2 separate regions of the Mus musculus genome follow, and region 2 is linked to region 1. A link is a contact called in public HiChIP or PLAC-seq data. All regions are on one chromosome and are shown on one strand. Each heading gives the region's core, a stretch centred on a gene start, on an enhancer-like site or on the middle of the called end of the contact. The rest is flanking DNA. Distances are from core to core; before and after follow the strand shown. Region 1 holds the start of Commd8 (COMM domain containing 8). Region 2 holds the start of Scfd2 (Sec1 family domain containing 2).

Evidence for each region. HiChIP or PLAC-seq counts read pairs in DNA pulled down with a chosen protein or histone mark.
Region 2: an H3K27ac HiChIP or PLAC-seq map of thymic regulatory T cells shows a contact between it and region 1, with 15 times the contacts expected there. The contact joins the promoter of Scfd2 here to the promoter of Commd8 in region 1. A contact is called at or near these places in 1 of 39 promoter capture datasets (pre-B cells), 1 of 484 Hi-C or Micro-C datasets (CD4 T cells), 2 of 115 datasets of contacts at active chromatin or transcription factors (regulatory T cells and thymic regulatory T cells) and 1 of 9 other capture datasets (liver).

Annotation. Positions count from the first base shown.
Region 1 is chr5:72,166,060-72,171,626 of GRCm38.p6, reverse strand. It overlaps Commd8 (COMM domain containing 8), which reads left to right and starts at 3,438. Exons shown (of 5, transcript NM_178599.5): 1 at 3,438-3,548. The coding sequence starts at 3,483.
Region 2 is chr5:74,528,481-74,534,047 of GRCm38.p6, reverse strand. It overlaps Scfd2 (Sec1 family domain containing 2), which reads left to right and starts at 2,306. Exons shown (of 9, transcript NM_001114660.2): 1 at 2,306-3,266. The coding sequence starts at 2,429.

The sequences.
Region 1 (5,567 bases), core at 2,189-4,688:
ACAGAAAACAAAACAAACACCAAACACACATATATTTTAAAAATCAAATTGTGTTCTTTTTTTTTTCCCCTGGAAGCACAACTAAACTCTCCCGTCAGCATCCATTGTACTTGGGTAGCTCCATGGAGATGGACTCTGTTGATGTGATGCAGGTAGGAGTAGTGTGTGCAGCATTTCTAGGTCAGGCACATAGAACTTTCCTCTGTGATGTTTCGTTGGCCCTTTTTCTCTATGCAAGGCCTCAGTGGACAGAACCTGGAGGACGTAGAGAACAAAAACAATCAGACCAGCCTTTGTGTAAGTGAGAAGTAAATGGAGAACGTGTTGAACATTTCCTGGTATCTTTGTAAGATAATTAAATTAATCTGACTCACGCAGAAATCTGTGTAAGGAGTGGGAGTCCCCCATAATATTATCTGAAGACTTTCATGACCAAGTGGCTTGGTCATGTTAGAATAATAGAAAGCAAGGGGTTCTGATTCATTAGTGACTGACAACTCAGAAGGCAGACTCTGTTGCAAATACGATCTAGAAAATAAATTGGAAAATATATCATCAGTGTAAATGGTTATTAGTGGATGCCTTTAGTAAGACATTGGGAGAAGGAGATGGGTAAATTCACACACACACACAAAATTGGCTAGAGTCTTAATTTGGGTTTCTACTGTGGTGAATAGACACCATGACCACAGCAACTTTTATAAAGAAAAATATTTAATTGGGGCTGGCTTACAGTTTCAGAGCTTTAGTCCATTATTGTCATGGCAGGAAGCATGACAGCATGCAGGCAAACATGGTACTGGAGAAGGAGCTGAGAGTTCTACATCTTGATACAAAGGCAGCTATAAAAGAAATGAGCCTTGGCTTAAGTAAGCATTTGGTACCTAAAAGTTCGACGCCACAGTGACACACCTTCTCCATCAAGACCACACCTTCCAATAATGTCACTCTCTATGGGCCAAGCCTTCAAACACTTGAGTCTATGGGGGCCCTTTCTATTCAGACCACCACAGCTAGGGTTTGTTTGTTTGTTTGTTTTTTAATTTTTTAAATCTTTCCTTGCTATTGTTTAAGCACTGTGCCATCGAGCTATATTCCAGGTCATATTTGGCTGCTTTGAAAGCAAACATTAAAAGAGATCAATATAGTCATAATTTGTCAAATATGTATGCACTGTAGATGTCTGTCAGAAATTGGAGAAGGACGGAAAGGAGGGAGGAAGAACTTGAGATTTTTTGTGGACGAAACTCTACCCCCAAATGACAGACAACAAAAACAGGAAGAACAATAGAAAATAAGGAAACGACCCCAGAAAGAAGCTCTCTAAAGAGGAAGCTGGCGTTCCAGCTTCTGCTCAGCACTGAGGCTTCCCTGGCTTCTTTCACATCTCCCAGTTGCAACCCTTCATCTGCATTGCCTGCACGGCCCATAAGGCAGGCTGGATGTATCTTGGCGATATACAGGCAGGGGAAGAAGTCTCCTTAGAAAGGAATCATACCATTTTCTAGGTGCTAGGCTGTGCTTTATGTAAACAACTTTACAGGTATGAACTTAAAACAAGCCCTGTAAAGTCTGCATGGTCATTCTAAATAATGAGAGATGAAGACGCAGACCAGCCAGAGACGTGAACTAGCTTGCCATTGCTATACAGACGATAACAGTTACCAATGATTTACAGAGCTGGACTTAAACTTAACTCCAGAGTCTGCATTTTAAGCCCTTACTATAAACAAAGTTAGGGTGACAGAAACGCAAATACACCTAGCTGAGGTAGGATCAGAACAGACAGGTAATGTTTTAAAGTGCTTCAGGGCACTTAAAACATTTGTTTGTTTGCAAGCCTGAAAACTAGGGTCCAGACCCCAGGACCCTAAAAGGAAGGAATCAATGTCTATAAGTTGTCCTCAACCTACACACACCACACACACAGACACAGACACACACAGACACACACACAGACACACACACAGACACACACACACACACACACGCTTTATTTTTTAATGAAAAAGTTGAAAATTAAAAAAAAATGATGCCTTAAATTACATACAAAGACAAGCGATTACTAATGAAAAGACATTAAATATTAAGGGCTCTTTCCTCTCACTTTATGTAATATTTTAAATTCAGCATCTGCCAGAAGTTCAATTTTAATATAGTCATGTTTCAAAGGTCAACCTTTTCTTGGTGTCCAGTGTTGTCTAAATCCCGTTTTTTGATATCCTTTATATCCTGATGGATGTCATTTTGCACTATTAACTTACACATTGCATGGTCACAGAAGCATGCATTCCTGTAAGCCTTCCTTTACCCAGGCAGAACAGCAGAACTCTCATTCTTTCTTCAAACTCTGCAGCTATCGCTCATGTATGTGACTGTGGACAAGGCATATCTATCTATCTGTCTGTCTGTCTATCTATCTATCTATCTATCTATCTATCTATCTATCTATCTATTTTTCTATCTATGCCTCTCAGCACTTTCTAACACTCTTAATCCTAACATTACATATTGGGTTGTAATCACCCTAATTGTTATGGCACCTTCTCATGACAAGGCTCATTCTATCACGAACTTTCTTTTTTTTGGATTGAAATTACAACTCAAAGAATTTTGGGTTCACTCCTGTGGTAAATGTGTGGGTATAAACATGGGTTTTCTTTACCAGCAGGTTGTTTTGTTTCTTAGCTTGGATAATGAGTCTTTGGGTTGCTTAATAATATATAGCTGAACTTTGCCTTTCTATGAGTTCTGTCTTGGATTGCGTTTGCTGTTTGTAAACGGGGGGGGGGGATCCAATCTTTTTTTTTTTTTAAAGATTTATTTATTTTATGTCTACGAATACACAGTAGCTGTCTTCAGACACACCAGAAGAGAGCATTCGATCTCATTACAGATGGCTGTGAGCCACCATGTGGTTGCTGGGAATTGGACTCAGGACTTCTGGAAGAGCAGTCAGTGCTCTTAACTGCTGAACCATCTCTCCAGCCCCCCACCCCACATCTCTTCTTAAAATAAAAAAAAATTAAAAAAAAAAAGTAACTTTAATTTGTCTTTGAGGTCAAACTCTTTGACTAGGAGACTGTCAGATCTCTGGGGGAAAGGCCCTGGGTTCAAATACAGGCTGTGACTATTACTAGATGATTTTCTGCAGTGAAGAAAGTTTATGAGATCTGTCTCTGAACACAGTCTCAACCGAGCAAAAGTCTGTAAATCTTCCTTCAGCAGCAAGCGGATGGGTAACAGACTTCCCCTCAGTCTCGACCGCCCCTCCCCCCCCCCCCCCCCCCCCAAAAAAAAAGAGGGAAAAAAAACTTGCTCTTTTTTCTACAGGAGAAAACCAATGGCTGAGGTTTTGCACATGCGCACAAGGACTTTGAGCCCGCCCGCCGGCCCCGCCCTCCAGAAAGTCACGTGGACGAATCGGAGCGTAAGCCTAAGGTTCAGGCCTGTCACGTGACAGGTATCTCTACTTCTCGGGGATGGAGCCGGAAGAGGGGACGCCGCTTTGGCGGCTACAGAAGCTGCCTCCGGAGCAGGGCGCCGGGGTGAGGGGTTTGTGAAGGGCACGGGAAGGCCGGGGTCCGGACTATTCTTCTTGGGCCCCTGGAGACACAATGGCGGCCTAAGGACTTTACGCGGTTTAGGAATGGCCCAGGCCTGGGTGCGTGTGGGGTCTTCTTGCTTCTAGAAAGCTCGGGTGGTAGAGCCCGAGATCTGCTGCGTCCGCAGTCTTTGAGTTCAGGTCTCCCGAACGCCCCTTTCTGTGTGAGGTCCGGCGGATGCAGTGAGGAGTCGAACCCGGTGGGACCTGTTCCCTGGAGGGCGGGAGGAACCAACTCCTAACCAGAAAAGGAGTAGCCACTCAAGTTTGGCCAAGAGGTGATCGCAGCCGCTGAAAACAGCTCACCCATAAAGCCAGGCTTGTGGAGACCAGAGACAGCCAACCAGGGTTTCTTGCAGCACACCCAGGGTCCAGACCTCTGTGAAAGTGATTTGATGGTGGCACTCTGCCCTGCTCAGGCTTTCAGAAGTCTCCACTGTGGCCCTTCTACCCAAAGTCGGCTTCAGTTGTAGATGAAAGAAATTTAACGCCACTCCCTCCGTTCTTTAGAAAATGTACTTTAAACATTTTCTTTGATTTTACAAATGAGGACAGTGAAATATGTCAGCCACAGGTTTCCAGCAAGCCAGGGCCAAAGCTCAAACCTATCTATGGACTGTGTCTCCTAACTTTCAGGGTGTCTTTCCTCCTATATAGAGATGGCCAAAACATTTGACTCCTGAATCTGAGAGCTGAGCCAGCTGTCTTCTTCCTGGGCCTCTGCCTTTTGCCACAGCTATGGGAAATCCCTGGTTTGGGTCTCCACTCCCTTTTCACAGCATTGGTTGTTGTGGTGTCACCATCCTTCTTTACCAGGCCACTCTATTTAAGAAACTCTGGGTTTCATCCTTGGACCTCCCCTTTTCAACCTCCTTTACCTGTTTATGGTCTCTGCCTCTATAGTCTCACACTTACTCCTGCTCACAATATCTTGGCAAAGTTTTGGAAAAATAATGTAATTACTTACAGGAAAGTTGAGTGCAGATTAAAGCCTTCACTCCTTTCTGTTGTATGCAAGGCCTTCTGTGATTTGGCCCCTACTCGCCTTTTCAAAGGTCCTCTGCCCTTTCACCCTTGTCTGCCTTTCCAAAGATGCAATTCCCACTCCTGCGCTGGGGTTTTATTTCCAGTCCTGTGTGCGGGCACATTGCGTTGGCTGGGAATGCCTAATGGCCACTCATCTTTTCAATTCAGCTCTTTCCTTGTTCCTTTGCACCCGTCATAAACACCTTTTCTATCCCCTCTCCTCTACCACACGCACTTATTTATATGTGTACTTTTTTTGATAGATTGGAACTCTGTTATGGTAGAGCATCATTTATCCTCAATGTCCTCATTTGTAAAATGAGAACAGTTACAATGCTTACCTTATAGAGTTGCAGGGAGTGTCAGGATACTGTTTGGTAGACATTACAGGTGGCTTTTGGTTGTATTCCCATTTTATATGGTGAGTCAGAAGTTACCCATCTGTGTGGTGTTTTGGGGGTTACTGTTCCCCACGGAGTGGGTTCATATCTAAGGCGATTGGAGTCTAAAGACGTTTAGCTCAACGCCATTTCCCAGTTACTTGGATTTAAGTGGTTGGCAGGATACAAGTGTCGCCTGGAACAGTATCACATGAATGTGATTATCTGCAGTAGGACACGGAAGGCTTGAGCTATGGAAGTAGTGATAACAGCAGTAAGAACAAAGGCAGACTCACGGCCTTCTGATGTCTTGTGCCTGCTAAGATGCTCGAGTTACTGTGCTCATATGTAATTCTATGACATTGTGTGGTCAGGTGACATTCTTCTCTTACGCTTGGATCGCAGAGAATGTAACTAAAATGAGGAGTTGGTGGAACTAGGAAGCATAGCAAGCAGTTTTGTCCTAAATCCAGTCTTCATACTCTGTTAGGTTCACATGGTTTCAGTTGCTGGTAGTGCAGAGCGGAAGTCAGGTGGGAAAGGAAAGATGGCCAGTG
Region 2 (5,567 bases), core at 1,057-3,556, 2.4 Mb before region 1:
CCACCACACCGTGGTTAGCTCCATTCTCACTGTTAAGTGCATCTAAAGTAAAATTGGGTGGTTTCATGAGAGAGTTGATTGTCTTTTGCAGAGTGAATTGCTTTTCTTTCCAGTCTGGAAAAGAGTTTGTCTTTCAAATCATTGTCTAGACAAAGAGTTTAGACATCAACAACGAGTTGATTAATGAATGGTGGTGAATGCGGTAGGAGGCCTGCGTGGTGGAGGTAGCACTTGAGCTAAGCTTTGAAAATGATTTCTACAAAGCAGAGAAGCTCATAAAGCTCTAATGACCATCCTTCAAAGCCTCTTCCTTCCTTCTTTCCTCCTAAACTGAATCCTTGTATGGATATGCTTCCTTGGTTAGGATTAATCTCTCCATTTGCCATGGGAAACTTTGACATTAAATAATTTGACTATTTTATAGACTGTCTCTTGCTTCTTATATTATGAACTCATCTCACTACAATATCACATTTATCCTGAGTATACTTATTTGCCATCTCATTATTTATTGCTGTTCTAAGCAATGATGATGGTGATGTTGCTGCTAACCCAGGCCTGGCAGTGCATCCTGTCCTTCCAGGTCCTCTGGAGGCCAGGGCTAGAGCTTGACTCAGGCTAGCAGAGTAAGACTCCATCTCAGAACAATGTCAATAATAATGATATCATTTAATATGAAGTATACTTTTTTTTTTTGAAACAGGGTTTCTCTGTGTAGCCCTGGCTGTCCTGGAACTCACTGTGTAGACCAGGTTGGCCTCGAACTCAGAAATCTGCTGCCTCTGCCTCCCGAGTGCTGGGATTAAAGGAGTACGCCACCACCTACCACCACCCGGCTGTGAAGTATACTTTTGAGAAGTAATGAAAAGGAGTGCTTAGCTATAAGAATTAGACAATGAATAGATTACTGCTCAAATCATGCCAAGAGACCAGGTATGGTGGCATATGCTTTAGGGAGGTCAAAACCCAACTGTATACACACACACTCTCTCACACACAGAAACACACGAATAAAACTTTAAAATGAAAGCAATTGCCATGTGTCACAACTAGATGAATGATGTTAGGTGAAGTAAGTTAATCACAATAAAGCAGATAGTACAGGGACCCAATTATAAGACCCACAGTGCCAATGCAAAGAGAACAGGATTAAAGTAGAGGCTGACAAATGCTGGGGGGGGGGTGCAGGGAGCTGAGGTTGAGGGTGGCAATTGTTATTTAAAGGGTATATAGTTTTGAAACTATTTTGATTTTGCAAAATAAAAAGTTCCAAAGATTGGTTGTACAGCAGCATGAATGTTTTTTAATGTTTCCGAACTGTACATTTTAAAATGACTAATGGTGGACATGGTGGCACACACGTTTAATCCAAGCACTAGGAAGGCAGAGGCAAGCAGATCTCTGTGAGTTTGCAACGAACCTGATCCACATCATGTGTTCCAGGACAGCTAGGGCTGCACAATGAGATCCTGTCCACACATACTCACACACACACACACACACACACTCACTCACACACACACAATTAGAACAGTAAATTACTAAATTTTTTTATCTCATGCATGTTTCCACAATTAAATAATAATAATAATAATAATAATAAAACAGGTTCTAAACTGAGATGTGTAGATCAGTATATCTATTCCTCAACCCAATTCTCATCTTAGTAGCTGTGAAATGGACCCCAAAGCCTTTTGACTGTGTGGAGACAGGATCTCTCTGTCTCTCTCTGTGTGTCTGTCTCTGTCTCTCTCTGTGTATGTGGTGTGTGTGTGTGTTGGGGATGGGTGATTGTGCGTTTTCCACAATTGGCACATGGAGGACAATTTTTCCGGGTCCTGTTTTTCTACATTGAGTCCGAAGGATCAAACTCAGGTCATACGACTTGTGTTGCAAGCGCTTTTAGCCTTATGAGCCATCTTGCTGGTCCCAAAAGGTATTTCACGAGGCTGGAGTGCACCAACGCAGAAGATAACCTACACAAGACCAACTATTACGTTGCAGTAGTTGTTTGGCTTCTCCAAGTTCAGATGGGGGAAGTACTTTGCTTCAGACCAGGTTTTATTATTCCCGAGAATTCTTAACCTGGAGGAAAAGGTGATGAGAGCTGACAAGGGAGGGACGAACAAAACCCATTTCAATTCTTTCCTAGAAAGCTGCTGCCTCCAGCTTTTCAGGGACTATCGACCCTGTAAGCACATTCCGTTCCTCCTTCAAGTGCAGACGTTCCTTCCGCCAGCCCGCGCGCCTGATCAGCCAATGAGCGCCTAAGACGTCATCACCGCGCGCGCGAACGCCGAGCGTCAGAGACAGGCCCACGTGTACTGTGTTGACTGTCAAAGTACTCAGTACCCGGAAGCCCTGCGTTCTGACCTGAGTTCCCGCCCGTACGCCGGTGAGACCCCTGGCCAGCTGGCGATACGGGATCATGAGCGCCGCGGGCATACTGGCCTTTGCCCAGCAAGGCTGGGAGCAGGTGCTGGCCAAAGTGAAGTGGTCCGTGGTCTACCTGGACGCTGCCTGCGCCGAGAGCCTGCACTGGAGCTGCGGATCCAGCCGGCTTCTGGAGGCGGTGAAGGGTCCTGCGTGTCACCTGCGGGAATTTGAACCCCAGGCCATTGGCGGGGGAGCCAAGCAGCCCCGGGCGGTTTTCGTTTTGAGCAGCCCGCTGAAAGGCCGGATCGTAGACACTCTACAGAGTATCATTTGCCGCAGTCACTTTCAGCACTGTGTGGTGGTCACAGCCGTGAGCCACGCAGTCCACCTCACTGCTAACCACGTACCGGCCGCTGCAGCGGCCGAGCTCGAGGGGCAGCAGCCGGTGTTCGAACAGCTGGAGGAGAAGCTCTGTGAGTGGATGGGCAACGAGAACTATACGGCCGAGGTGCTCCACGTCCCGTTGTTTCTCGCCCCTGTTGCCTCCCATCTCGCTTTTACTCCAGCCTTTGCTACCCTCTTCCCACTGCTACCTCAGGATGTCCACGCTCTTAACAGTGCCAGACCCGACAAGAGGAGGCTGAGCAGCTTGGGTGAGGTGGATGCCACTGCCCTAACCCCAGAGCTGCTGCTGTACATCAGATGCCTCGTGTCAGGCCTCAGTTCTCTGTGTGAACATCTAGGGGTACGAGAGGAGTGTTTCGCCGTGGGTCCCCTCAGTCGGGTCATCGCTACAGATCTGGCAAATTATGCCCCCGCCAAGAACAGGAAAAAGACTGCTACAGGCAGGGCTTCTGTGGTCTTTGTGGATAGAACTCTGGATCTCACAGGTAGGTGGCATTTCTGGGAGTTGTTCATCTTCACTCTCCTAGCTAGAGGATCTGTTCATTGATTCAGCATATGTGTTTATTGGCCTCATATTGAGGTTGGCAATATAAAGATGAACTAAAAGAACCAGCCCCTAATTTGACAGCATCTGGAGTTAAGTTTTGTCTAGTGGAGAGTGGACATAGATAAAGCACAATTTTATTTGTTAAATGCTGTAAGCGGGCAAATATGGCTTTAGTGTGCGTTGCTTTTGATAAAACAACCGGGCCTAGTCCAAGAGACTGGAAAAAATGAGATGACCTTGACATGGAGGGAATTGCCATCACCTGAGACTCTTAGACATTTCCAGATACCAGTTGTCTTAATTAGGGTGTCTATTGCTGTAATGAAACACCATGGCCAAAACCGACTTGTGGAGGATAGGGTTTATTTCCTTACACTTCCACACCATAGTCGATCATTGAAGGAAATCAGGACAGGAACTCAAACATGGCAGGAACCAGGAGGCAGGAGCATAAGGCGGTAGCGGTCATAGAGGGGGTGCTGCATACCATGCTCCACATGGAATGACCTTCGTTTGCTCCCTAGTACCTACATGGTGAAAGGAGAGCACTGACTTCCTCCAATTGTTCTCTGATCTCCACACACACAGTGTGACTTGCACATGCACTGTCCCCCACACATATACAAATAAATAGGTAAATGTCTTTTTTAAAAAGTGAAACTGAATGTACATATGAGAAGTTGGAAAAAAGAATTGTAGAAAATATTTTCAAATGTGCATTGAAGTTTGTATAGCAACCTCAAATTGCAGCAATGTAATAATTATTTATACCTGCGAGGAAGAAATCTAACCTTAAAATAGGTGAAGAAAATTCTGATTCATGATGTGAGCACTTATTTTTAGAGGTCACCTTTGTTTTATAGTTAAGTAGATATAGTTCAATAATAGTATGTGCTAGCTGTTCAAGGTCACTGAGAACAATCAGAACACTGGTCTAAGCCAGTATTCCCTTTCCAGGTTAGAAAAAAAAAATGTTGAATGATGTTATAAAAACCAGTAAGAAGTATATTTGAAATTTTAATTAGATGAGTTTTAAGATCATAAAATAGAGAGTAAACTAAATGGCAGTTCTGAGGAAATGCTACTGGGCGCAATCTTTTGAGGGTGTCCTGAGGGTAATTATAATTAATTTCAAGAGGGCAGCAGTGGCCATGTCACTCACAGAGGGCAGAAGTCTATAAAACAGAAAATATAAGCCTGCAGAAGGTTTTCATACCTCCTTATCACCAAATCCCTTGCACATTGTGTACAGTTTTCTCCTTCCTTCACATTACAAAGGAGCATTCCATCCCTCCTCACGTTTTTACCTATGCAGACTAGCTCAGCACTCTCTACCTTCTCATGAGTTCACTTCTGCTAAACAGTCCTCTATAGACCATTTTCCTCCTTTTCTCAGATTCTCTCTTTTTTTAATTAGATATTTTCTTTATTTACATTTCAAATGTTATCCCCTGTCCTAGTTTTCCCTCTGAAAATCCCCTATTTCCTCCCCTCTCCCCGTTCTCCCCAACCCACCCACTCCCATTTCTGGCCCTGGCATTCCCCTGTACTGGGGCATAGAACCTTCACAGGACCAACGACCTCTCCTCCCTTTGATAACCGACTAGGCCATCCTCTGCTACATATATAGATAGAGCCACAAGTTCCACCATGTGTTTTCTTTGATTGGTGGTTTAGTTCCAAGGAGCTCTGAGGGTACTGGTTAGTTCATATTGGTGTTCCTTCTATGGGGCTTCAGTCCCCTTCAGCTCCCTGGGTATTTCTCTGGCTCCTTCATTGTGGACCTTGTGCTCTGTCCAATGGATGATTGTGAGCATCTACTTCTGTATTTGTCAGGCACTGGTAAAGGCCATCAGGAGAAAGCTATATCAGGCTCCTGTCAGCAGGCTCTTGTCGGCATCTGCCTAGTGACCGTGTTTGGTGGTTGTTTATGGGGTGGATCCCCAGGTGGGGCAGTCTCTGGATGGTCTTTTCTCAGAGTCTCATCATTGGCCTGCAGGCAGAATGGAGCAGGACCTTTCTTGACTCCTCATGATCACCCGACTTCAAGTCCCTTTCATTTATTTGGCTTCATTTTGTAGCTGGCTTTAGAGAGCTGTTCATATTTGCTGTTTCCACAGACACCTATGTCAGTTTTCTCTTGACTTCTAGTCTTTTAGGCTTTTATATTTCAAAACTTCTGAGATCCTGACTTCCCCAGTGCCTTCTGTGTTACCAAAGCCACAGTTGAGTCACAGTG